4 separate regions of the Mus musculus genome follow, and all the other regions are linked to region 1. The links are chromatin contacts, called in public Hi-C, HiChIP or PLAC-seq and Micro-C maps. All regions are on one chromosome and are shown on one strand. The core of a region is the stretch at or near the end of the contact, and the rest is flanking DNA. Distances in the headings are between cores, read along the strand shown. Region 1 has its middle 30 kb from the start of Cyp46a1. Region 2 overlaps Ccdc85c (coiled-coil domain containing 85C). Region 3 overlaps Eml1 (echinoderm microtubule associated protein like 1). Region 4 overlaps Ccdc85c (coiled-coil domain containing 85C).

The links. Hi-C and Micro-C count contacts between places; a contact is called where the count stands out from the background. HiChIP or PLAC-seq counts read pairs in DNA pulled down with a chosen protein or histone mark.
Region 2: a contact with region 1 is called in a Micro-C map of stem cell-derived neurons, with 3 times the contacts expected there. The contact joins two enhancer-like sites. A contact is called at or near these places in 3 of 39 promoter capture datasets (the 3T3-L1 cell line and cranial neural crest), 7 of 484 Hi-C or Micro-C datasets (cerebellar granule neurons, embryonic fibroblasts, embryonic stem cells and 2 more) and 3 of 9 other capture datasets (adipose tissue, embryonic stem cells and liver).
Region 3: a Hi-C map of cerebral cortex shows a contact between it and region 1, with 2.1 times the contacts expected there. The contact joins two enhancer-like sites. A contact is called at or near these places in 15 of 39 promoter capture datasets (the 3T3-L1 cell line, 3T3-L1-derived adipocytes, cranial neural crest and 9 more), 2 of 15 datasets of contacts at CTCF or cohesin (the NIH/3T3 cell line and large pre-B cells), 9 of 484 Hi-C or Micro-C datasets (the HPC-7 cell line, bladder smooth muscle, cerebral cortex and 4 more), 7 of 115 datasets of contacts at active chromatin or transcription factors (embryonic basal ganglia, embryonic forebrain, embryonic stem cells and 3 more) and 3 of 9 other capture datasets (adipose tissue, liver and pancreatic islet).
Region 4: a FOXA1 HiChIP or PLAC-seq map of pancreatic cancer cells shows a contact between it and region 1. The contact joins two enhancer-like sites. A contact is called at or near these places in 1 of 115 datasets of contacts at active chromatin or transcription factors (pancreatic cancer cells) and 2 of 9 other capture datasets (adipose tissue and liver).

What each region holds. Positions count from the first base shown.
Region 1 is chr12:108,362,645-108,365,286 of GRCm38.p6, reverse strand. No RefSeq gene overlaps it. Among named protein-coding and RNA genes, the nearest start is that of Cyp46a1, 30 kb to the right of the region's middle. Within about 2 kb of position 1,301, at least 151 of the 459 cell types and tissues checked have an H3K27ac peak or open chromatin away from gene starts, as enhancers often do. A contact at or near this core is called in cerebral cortex, pancreatic cancer cells and stem cell-derived neurons, where this site is marked.
Region 2 is chr12:108,208,598-108,211,239 of GRCm38.p6, reverse strand. The region is part of intron 3 of Ccdc85c (coiled-coil domain containing 85C); the gene reads left to right. Among named protein-coding and RNA genes, the nearest start is that of Ccnk, 30 kb to the right of the region's middle. Within about 2 kb of position 1,304, at least 28 of the 459 cell types and tissues checked have an H3K27ac peak or open chromatin away from gene starts, as enhancers often do. A contact at or near this core is called in stem cell-derived neurons, where this site is marked.
Region 3 is chr12:108,509,459-108,512,100 of GRCm38.p6, reverse strand. It overlaps Eml1 (echinoderm microtubule associated protein like 1), which reads right to left. Exons shown (of 22, transcript NM_001043335.1): 8 at 1,855-1,924; 9 at 170-280. Among named protein-coding and RNA genes, the nearest start is that of Evl, 44 kb to the left of the region's middle. Within about 2 kb of position 1,315, at least 15 of the 459 cell types and tissues checked have an H3K27ac peak or open chromatin away from gene starts, as enhancers often do. A contact at or near this core is called in cerebral cortex, where this site is marked.
Region 4 is chr12:108,233,995-108,236,636 of GRCm38.p6, reverse strand. The region is part of intron 1 of Ccdc85c (coiled-coil domain containing 85C); the gene reads left to right. Among named protein-coding and RNA genes, the nearest start is that of Ccdc85c, 40 kb to the left of the region's middle. Within about 2 kb of position 1,291, at least 36 of the 459 cell types and tissues checked have an H3K27ac peak or open chromatin away from gene starts, as enhancers often do. A contact at or near this core is called in pancreatic cancer cells, where this site is marked.

The sequences.
Region 1 (2,642 bases), core at 52-2,551:
GTACTGACTGCTCTTCCAGAGGTCCTGAGTTCAAATCCCAGCAGTGACTCACAATCATCTGTAATGGGATCCAAAGTCCTCTTCTGGTATGTCTGACAGCTACAGTGTACTCATGTAAAACAAACAAACAAATAAATAAATAGATAAATAAATAAATGGAACTGGGACCTCATGCACATTTGAGGGAAGTTGAACCCAAACATGCCAATGTTGGTGGCTGCCTCTTGAGGCTCCTTAAGAGTGGATCACTCCAGGTCCCAAGCGGAGGGACTACCTCTGCAGGAAGCACGCTAGGAATTGTTGCTGTCAGGGAGAAGGTGAGGGTTCCTATCCACAAGGCTGCCTGTACTAATGCCCCTGCCTGGGGTCTCTCACACAGACACAGGTCCTTGCCCTGGTACTAAGGCCAGCAAAGGTCTTGGCTACAGACTCTGCTCAGGCTAACCCCAGCCACGGACTGAGGAGGGAGTAAAAGCAGAGGTGGGTCCTGGATAGACCCTGGAACCTGGCTGGCTAACTGGAAGGACGTAATCCTCCTGTTGCAGCTCTCCCCGACTCTTACCCATGCCCAGCTCCCCTGGAACAGTCGGGAGCTGAACACAACAAGGTGGGTGCTTCCCAGTGAGCCAGCCCCCAACCTCTTTTTGGACTCCACCTCTGGAGGATTAAAACCCACAGGTCCGTCCGTCCCCCTCCCCCCCCCCCCCCCCGCGCCCCCAGTGAGAAGTCCCAGCATGCCTCCTGTAGAGGTAACCACCCTGGAAAGAGCTGGAAAGACTGGCTATTAAAGGGTCTCAAGTATAGGGGAAGGAGGAATATAAACTGCCTGCCCAAGACCATGAATACTTGAAGCTTCCTGCCAGGGCAGAGCACAGATTTAGAGTCCATGTCCCCCCCACATTCCTGTGTCTGAGTTTACAAGGGAGGAAATTTTCAGAAAAGGTCACCATTGCCTAGAGGCAGGCAGCCAGGGAGATAGCCACCCTCCAGAGTCCCTGGGGAGGGTATCACAGGTAACATGAGATAGCCTGCACCCAGCTTTCTCCCCTTTGTGCATTTCTGATCAGTGATTCCCATCTGTGGTCTGCGAGTTCCACCTGGCTCTGGACATAAGGTTTCCCCTGCCTAGCATCCGACAGTCCAGGTCTATCTCTAGGAGAGGCATTGAAAACCGAGGGCCAGGTTGTTGGCCAGCAAGAGCCTACACTGCTGCCTCCCAAACCCAGGCACCTGGCAGGGTGTGGAAGGCGCAGGGTCTGGTGGCACAGTGAATGAGCAGGCCATGCCAGAGCTGCTCCAGAGTGGCCCCGTGTGGTTCCTCTGAGGACTGCAGGTCTTTAAGCCTGCCTTCCCCTACAAGGAGCAAGCAATAAAGATGCTAATAATGGCCAGCAGGAAGGGATCCCCAGACTTTGCACCACACTCCACCCCATTCATGATCACACCTAACGGCTCCACCAGCCCAGAGAAGGGAGTCCTGTTAGAAGCCCTTCCTTTTGAATGAGGAAACTGAAGTTCAAGCTGCAAAGCCAGTGACAGGTAAGGTCAGGATTTGACCTCTGCTGGACTGAGAGCCCCGCCCCTCGCAGGGAGTGGTTCATGAGGTCGAGGCAGGGCACCAACCCTCCAGGAGCTGGCCGAGGGTCCTCCTGCCCTCTCCCTCTCTCCGATCTTTAGGTTCCAGCACAGAGCTCCGACTCAGGCCTGCAGTGACCGGCCACCAGGTATGAAGGTCCGTGAGTGAGTCCTAATTCCATCACGACTGTGACCTTGACTTTTCCGTGTCCTGTCCCCTGGGGGGACTTAAGACTGGAAGGAGGTGAAGGCCCAGGCTCAGCCATTACCAGTCCAAGCCACCGAATGCTAACATGGGCAACTGGACATTTCTGAAAGAAGCCAGTCCTCCATAGGCCAGGTTGTGCCCTGACAGCACAGAGGCAATGACCCTCAGCCCTTCTGTGTGGGTGCTGGGGGGGGGGGGGCTCTCTCCTGTGGGATCAGGCCCAGCAGTGGCAGAAACTGGAGGCCCACATGCATAGGGAAGATAGCTGGTGAGCTTCAGAGGTGCCTTGGGTTGGGGTGGGGGTGGAATCAGAGCAGGGCAGAAGCAGGACAGGGCTGAGGACAACATGGGAGACAGTGTCCTGCCAAGTGGCTATGGAAAAGGGCTGCTACGGGCACTGACAAGTCAGGGGTGGCTTTGCCTGTAAAACACAGGCCAAGCCTGGCTAGCCCACCAGAGAGAGACAGGAGGGAGTACAACAGGAACCCAGCCTGTAGCTCCAGAGGCACCCCCAAACTCCTGCCCAGTAGCTGTGACCAAAGAACTTGTACAAGACAACCTGGGCTGGGGCAGGGACAGGCCAGGAACCAAGGCACAAGCTCCCCTGTCCCTAGCTGCACCCTAGGCCCCGGCTGTGCAGAGCAAATCACCTCCTTCCCTAAGCTTTGATGTCATCCATTCCTTAGGAAATTCAAGACTGCTCAAGACCAAGGGAGACAATGTATCCTGAAGGTTGTCACAGTTCTACCCCTCCCCTGGTGTGGAGAAGGGGCCTTGCTGAGGTAGAGAAGTTTGTTTCTGACTCAGGCTCCCAGTGGGGAAGGAGGAGCTGGGACCATGACTCCTGGACTGGCCCCAG
Region 2 (2,642 bases), core at 55-2,554, 150 kb after region 1:
ACAGCCATGGCAGGGGGCTGCCAGAGCGAGCACCGTATTCTGTGCAGCTTGTGACTCTGTAGCCGAGAGAGGAGGCCTGCTGGCCTGAGATTTAGGCTTTGGAGCTGAGGGATGAAGCCTCGGGAGTTAATGGGCTGCGTCTCAGGACCCCCTCAGGCCTCCGGGGTCACCTGCCGCATGCTCACCTGGGCTCTGTCCTGCCTTGGATGGGAAGCAGGAGTCAGCTCTCAGAAAGTGACCACGCGTCCGTTCGTGTTTGTCGACCCAGCAGAGAGAGGGTCGTGGGATGCCGGTGTCACCTGCCCTGTGGGACAGTGAGACAGCAAGCCTCCACCAGTTCAGGCTCACAGAGCACCCCTGTGGGAGTCCCTGTGGCTGCTCACACATTTCACACCAGTGCGGCGGGCGGCACCTCGAGGGACGTCCTGCGAAGTATGCGGGTCCCTCCCCTGCTCTGCACCCTCACCCCTCCCATGATGGCCAGCAAGGCTGACCATGGCCTTTCTGTGGCCTTAGTGGGCCACAGTGCTGGCATGAGATGGCTCATGCATCATGACTGGCAACCATCCTTGGCTCGTTCTCTCCCAAAGCCTGGCTACCTCCTCTACCTGTCCAGGAGCCCTGCGACCGAATGATGCCTGGTCACGATGCTTCACCGTGAAGGGCTCCCAGAGCTAAGGGTGCCACCCAGGGGCTGGTTCCCCAGGCTTTGCCCTCTCCCCCCTCCCATCCCCTCCATTCTGCTTTCCTCCATTCTGGTGGCATAGGCCACTGAAAACAACCTGCCGGGTGGTAAACTGAGGGCTTTCAAATGCTGGCAAGTGCAGTGCTGGTTCTGGTTCCGGGTCAGCCTGCCAGGTCCCAGACCACTTCCTATAGCCCCTAGGGGACACCCCCCAAGCTTCAACAGTGAAGGCTAGCGGAATGTGGGAATGTCCTGGAAGGTTTCATGGTGGAGGCCATGAGGGGAGAGCACGTGTCTCACCCCAGGAGAGGCTGTGGCTTTGCTCTTAGGGGGAGGAAGTGAGCATTATGGGCTGCAGCAGATTGCAGGGCCTAATGGGCAAAGGCATATTAGTACCTAAACGGGCCTGGAGGTCAGCGGTCACTGTGGGCCTGCAGAGCAGGGGATAGCTCCGTTCCATGAGGGCTATGAACTGAAGACATTCAGGTCGTCAGTTGAGGGTAGTGAGCCAACAGGCAGAGAGCTGGGGGTGGGGGGTGGGGGAGGATACCAGCCTTAGCAGTTACTACTGCACGCAGGTGATAAAGGCTCAAAGGTCAAGGCTGTGGGCCCAGCTGGTCACCTTGACCCTCAGTGCTGTCACTGCCCGCTACTGTCTCCTCCATACCCGGGGCCGGTCTCCTTAAGGTGCACAGGGTTCAATAGGGCAGCAAGGTCAAATGTCAAATGTTGGAAGTTCCCAGATAACAGTGGGTGCGTATGTGCAGCCTCTGGAGGAGCGTTAAGGCGTGGACAGGCACCTTGGAAAAAGCTGGTCTTTCCAGGCTTAGACTCATGCCCACCAGCTGACTTGGGCAAGCACACTGCCCTCATCTGTGGGATGGGTTTGTTTGTTTAATCCCTCAGGACTGACTTGCCCCGGGTGCCTTGGTGATTGGGAGGACTCCGTGGGCCTGAGTGACGCTAAGCCCAACGCTAACCCCAATACCTCAGTCACTCTAACCAGTCATTAAGAGTTGAGCAATGGCCGTTATCCTTTTCCGAGCCTCAGGCCCTGTCCTCCCTGATACCTGCTGCCTGGGGGCGATCTGAGCCCGGAGGGCCGGACTGCATAGCAATCCACCCACTCGCCTCCTGCATTTCTCTCATGGCTGATTCCTGGAGGGGCCCCTAGCCGTCCCTTAGAGACTGGGACAGACGAGGAAGCAGGCCAGGTCCATCAGGACAAACTGGGGATAGGGTCTTCCCTACGACAGGGTGGCAGTACGCAGGGGGAGGGGTGTGGGCACCACAGGACATTTTAGGACCAGACCTCTCTTTATTCATTTGGCTGGCACCCTCTGCTGGCCGGTGGGGGAAGTGTGGCCTCTGCTCAAGACCAGCCTAGCTCGGGCAGCAGACCAGGAGGCAAGACACCACCCACTCCCTTTCCCCATCCGGCTCCCCCGTGTCCTAAACAGGCAGCCTGGGCTGGAGTTAAGAGACACACTCTCTGGGCATTCTCCCGTGTTCTGCATGCTTCCCGTGACATGTGACACAGGAAGGGAGGAAACTAAGGCTCAGAATCAAGTCCCAGTGAAAGGGACCATGCCCAACTCTGGCTTTCCTAGATCGCTCCATGCCTATGCCAGCACAGCTGTCATCAGCCTGTGAGACCCTGGTAAGCTTCCTTGCCAGATGGCCTGAGAGAAACGGGCTTGGCAGACAGGCTGTCAGTGGAAGGCCCTGGGCCTAACTGAGGACAACCATAAAATCCCTACTGGGCTTGTATGGTGGCCATAGCTGGACAGGATTCAGTCCTTCTTGGGTCAGCTTCTTTGATTGCTGGGAGCGGTCTCCAGGGCCCAGGTCTTGCAGAGGGGGTAAGTAGTTCTGTCTTCAGGCTGATCCCCAGGCACCAGGTTACAGCTCTGGCTACAGGACACTCCCCCTCCTACTCGTTCCTGGAGCACTTCTT
Region 3 (2,642 bases), core at 66-2,565, 150 kb before region 1:
AGCACAAGAATATCACACAAACAGGGACATCTGATGTGAGGATGCGTACACGGACGAGCGAGTGGCTCGAGGATGGGTGTGTTGGGCTAGCATGCCTTGAGAAAGGCTGGAAGCCTGGTGGCTAGAAATGTTTGGTCGGAAATGTGTCCCTGTACATTCTCATACTTACAGACTTTGAGAATGCGATGCAGGTGACAGCCCGGTCAAAAAAGCCTATTCCAATGACATGCAGAGTGTTCAGTGTCACAGAGTCCCAGATGCGCACATGTGGTGGCAGTTGCTGTTTGAAAAGAACACAGCCATCATTTGTGACTGTTGGGTAATTACTTCTCTTTACCTTGGAACCATAAAATTATTTTGACAGTGACTTCGGTTTTGCCAAACAAAGTCTTTTTTCTGTATCTGAGGACTCAACTCAATGAAAACATTCGCAGTGACCTAAGGAAACTCTAGGCCCGTGAACCATGGAGATGTCGGGAGAAGGCTCTCAAGTTTTAAACTTTGACTATCCACTCTCCAACACCCATACCAGAGGAACAGACACGCCTTTTGTATATTTGCATTTCTCTAAATTTTAGAAACGACATTTCACCAAATAGCACCACAGTGCAGTCAACAGATCCATCATCGCGAAAGGGTTTGGATTTGTGCCGGCTGGCAGGCAAGTGATAGGCAAACCTTGCTCTTGTTTAGCCTTGTCCCCAAATAGCCAGTTGCCAGGCACCAGACACCAGCATGTGGTCTCTCTAGGTTTCTTCACAGGTCAAAAAGTCTACTCAGACAGCTGTAAATCTCTCTCTAGTTCTATAGTAAGGATTCAATCAGGATGCCAAAAATGGAAATACACTTTCGTGCCACTAGAGGGCGGAAGAAACAGTTTCTAATTTCAAAGAGTTCTTCCAGGGTTTCCTTCTTTTTAAAACATGAACAACTGCTCCTTATGTGAGTTTACATAACAGCAGCCTGGCTTCTGTTATCGATCTTTGCAAGTGTGGAACACTCATAGAGAACAGCATGAAACCAACAGCTAAAATTTGGTATCATGAAAACATCTGTTCAGATAAGAGAGCAGTTTCTAGGCAGATACACATTGATAAAAAAAAATGGAGGTTCCTGTCCTGATTAGCTTCACACCGGGACAAAGCTGTACAAACAGGGACTTAAGAGGCTGTGAGAGTTTTGATAAAACATGACAGTCACTCGTGGATGCCAGCTTGGACGTCTCCTATTTGTCAGGTTCCTCACCTCCTTCCTTCCAAGCCAGACTGAAGCCTTGTTAAAGCGTCTGCAGTCTGTCTGCCTGAAGCTCCCAGGAGCCTCTGTGATCAGCACAAGGCATAAAGTCCACCCACTGAAGAAATGACTGGCAGGCACCCACAGTCAAGGACATCCCATAACATATGGTTACTTGGTGATTTTAACTCTGCTGCTTAGATTGGTATATTTTCGTGTTGATCATGTATGGAGATAAGGATTTCAGGAACTGATCGATTCTTTGATAAGACAATGCGATTTTAATGTGTTGTGGCTGCTGTATGTTATTTTTAAAGACAGTGTCCTGTTACAGAGCCCACAGACCTGCCTGTCTCTGCCTCCTGAACTCTGGCGTTAAAGATGTGTGCCATCCCAACCAGCAGCAATGCTATTTTAAAACTGGCTGAAGTTATGAGGAAGCTCAGGGTGGGGCTTAGGTCACGATGGAACATTCAGTTTGCAGTGAGAGCCCCTGGTGAGGACCCAATGGTTCTCAAATGCTGTGACTACAACGACCAGGCAGACTCATCATCAGCAATGTCGCCAGGAGGTTGTCGCCAGGTCTTTATCAAAGTCAGAAAGACAAGGAGGAAACCTCACCTTTCCATCCTTAGATGTGCCCGCCACTTGTCCCGTTGCTATGGTGATCCTGTCAGGATGGACCGCTAGGCTAAAATAAGGATAATTATCAGACAACCCCACACAAAGGTGCACTTTACTTCTACAATCTTCCAAAAGTTTAAACATAAGAAATCCACACTGCCTAGCTTCTAACAGACTCACCCCAACTACCTTAGCCAGCAAATGCTATTTCATTCATCAGAATGCCCGATTTCCTTTCGGGAACTTCCAACCTTAAGGAAAGGCATCCTTTGTTGGGAAAATAGCATTTCCTTCTCAGAACCACTGACTTAGTCGCCACCCTTTTCTACAAGTCATTTTTGGGTGTGTTAATTAGGAAAGACGTCTCATGTCAGTAGGACCACAAACCCATCTACCCACTGCAAGGTCTTCCCTAAGCTATACTATGATCCATAGGCATGCCAGACTCAGACCTATGTACACAGCAAAGCACGTTTTCATTTTTCGAGGCAGGGTTTCTCTGTATAGCCCTGGCTGTCCTGGAACTCACTCTGTAGACCAGTCTGGCCTCGAACTCAGAAATCTGCTTGCCTCTGCCTCCCGAGTGCTGGGATTAAAGGTGTGTGCCACCACGCCCGGCCTAAACTTTTTTTCTTAAACTTTATAAATTTTTCTTTTTCTTTTTTTAAATTACTGCGCCCCGGCCCGGCCCCGCCCACCACCCAGGCCCCGCCCACCACTGCCATTGCACACAAAGCACGTTTTTCTAAACTTAGAGACCCAATTTGAAGTCTTTAACATTCAGG
Region 4 (2,642 bases), core at 42-2,541, 130 kb after region 1:
GCACACGGCAGTGTTCAGTGGTGGAGAGGTGCCAGGCAAAGAGGTGTTTTTGTTTTTTTTTTTCCTTTAAGAGTTTCAAAGTGGGTGGTTGTTCACGAGAGAAATTGGAAAAAGTAAAAAAAATAAAGTAAAATCAAAAGCACAATTCACACAGCCTAGGCTTGTTGGAAAGCCTCCCTCAGGAGTGTTGTTTTCTTCCAGTGCAAGGGTGTGTCAGTTGGTCAGTCGGCTGCTGGTGATGGGCGTGTGGTCAGCGTGGACACCGCCAAGCTCAGCCCCACCTCTCAGCTGAGTGCCAGAGGGACATGGTGGAGAGCAGGGGCGGGGGGAGGGGGGAGGAGGGGTGAAGGTGGGGGTGTGGGAGTTGGGGGGGGAAGCACTGGTTTTATTTCTTTTGGAGCCAGTATTAGTAAGCACCATACCACAGAGCCCAAGCCTGACCGCTGCACATTGCTTCAGCCTCCAAGCCTGACCGCTGCACATTGCTTCAGCCTCCGCCAGATACTCACGGACGCTTTGCTGCCCACGGAACGTGGTGGTGGTGGTGGTGATTTTCTAGTTGCTCGTTTAATGGTTAGCATTCTCTGAGGGGAAGGCGTCAGCAAGCCTGCCATCGTAGTGGCGAAGTGCCGGTCCAGAGACTAAGGGCTGATTTTGGCCCCGTAGGTCTGAAGCAGGAGGCACATCATGGTGGTGGGATGGTGTAGAGGAGGAGGCTGCTTCCCTCAGGGCACTAGGAAGCAGAGAGGGTCACAGGGGAAGAGATTCAGGACAGGACACAGCCCCCAAGAACGCATTTCCCATGATCTGCCTTCAACTAGACTCCCCACGTTCGAGAGGATTCTGCAACTTCTCTGTAATATCAGCAAGTCCGCTAATGGATTAATTGATTGATTATAATGGAACCTCATGATCCAGTCACCTTCTTAGTGACCGGAGCTTCCAGGGGGACGCCAAGCCTTTGACACATGATCCTTTACTGGGGGTCACTGTATATCTACACTGTAAATGAGTCCCTTCCTTCTCTCTCTTTCTTTTTTCCTTCTTCCCTTCCTCCCTCCCTCCCTCCCTCCCTCCCTCCCTCCCTCCCTCCCTCCCTTCCTTCCTTCCCCAGACTCTTATGAAATAGGAATTTTTTTTCCCTCAGTGAGATTGTAATTCCTGTCCCTCATTATCAATGTCATTGTCCCTTGGGTAGAGACAAATGACTGGCCATGTGCCAGGGAGGAGTGACTCAAGGCCCAGGTGTTGTTCTCGTAGGCAGTTGTGGGACCTGTGTTCTGGGGCACTGGCTCTTGTCCTGGCCACACCGACCACTTGCCCCATGACCTCAGACGAGGTCACCTTTGGCAGGGGCCATCTGCCAATCAGGCCCTTTGTTTCTGTACCCCGGGCTCTGAGGGTCCCCGCCCAGAGCCTTGTACATCTATCTTCCCTGGGGGGAGTAAAAGGTGGCTGTTACTTGTCTCCTGTGGGGTGGTGACACAGAGGGCGGGTCCCTCATTCCCTGCTCCTCCTGCTGGGTGCTCCTGGAGGACCAAGGCCTATTTGCTCTCCTTAGTAACCAAATATTGACCTCACCCTGGCACCGGTTCTCATCTAACCTTTGGGTCTGTTCTGGTTCGTATCTCCCTTAAAGAAACACAGCGTTGTGGGCAGGTGCTGTGGCAAACGGCCAGGGTGAGCCGTACCCACCTGTACCCACCCACGGACGGCCACCTGGGCTGGAGGGTTCTGGAAGCTGTTAGCTCCCTGTTGATGGAAGGCTCTTGTGGGGCCCAGAGAGTGGAAGGGACCTGTCCGGAAGCACACAGCAAGGTGGCGGCAGGGCCAGGCCTTGATCACAGGCCCCCTGCACAGGGATTCTGTCCTGTGACTGCGGGCACTCAGGCACCTCCTTATTGTGGGGCCTCAGGTGCACCCCTCTCTTGCTGAGAGCTTGAGGTGGAGGATGTCTGGCCCTAAGAAAGGCTGGGACCCACTGAGACAAGGAACATTGAATCTGGGGATGGTGTTAGCCAGAGTAGGTGGTGCCTTCTGTTGATGGGAGTCTTCAGTAGGTAGCAGGGCACTCCTGGCTCCTACTCTGTTCCTGTGGGGACCCTACAGTGTGAGAGAAGCTTGCAGCACAGAGAAATGAGGGCAATCAGCTGCTCTCCCTGCTGCAGATGCCAGGATCCGGTGCTGGACTCAGCCTTAGAAGCCTGAGATGTGGGGCATGTTCATTCCCTGGTCAGAGATATTCCATGCTGGGCTCAGCCAGCATCAGCAGAGGGATCAGCAGAGTGGATGGTAGGGCCCTCCTCCTGTGGAGGCTATACTGAGGTCAGCACCACAGGGGGAATAAATGGCCTGTTTGGGGTTCAAACCCACAGCTTGTACTGGTGGAGACTTGGAGGAGCTGGGAGAAGATTATAACTCCCTCCTTCCCAACAGGGCTCTAGCCCCTACATTTCGGAGTCTGTCCACCACCCACCATCCCCAGCGGCCCCCATGTGGGGGCCCCAGCTTCTTGCTCACAGGTGATGACCCTAGGGGCTCAGAGGTGACTAGTCCCCGGTGAAGGGTCATTCATATACCTGTGAAGTCTGATAAGCTTTTCTGTGACTAGAGAGTGCCAGATGCCGTGCAGGAAGTGGAGG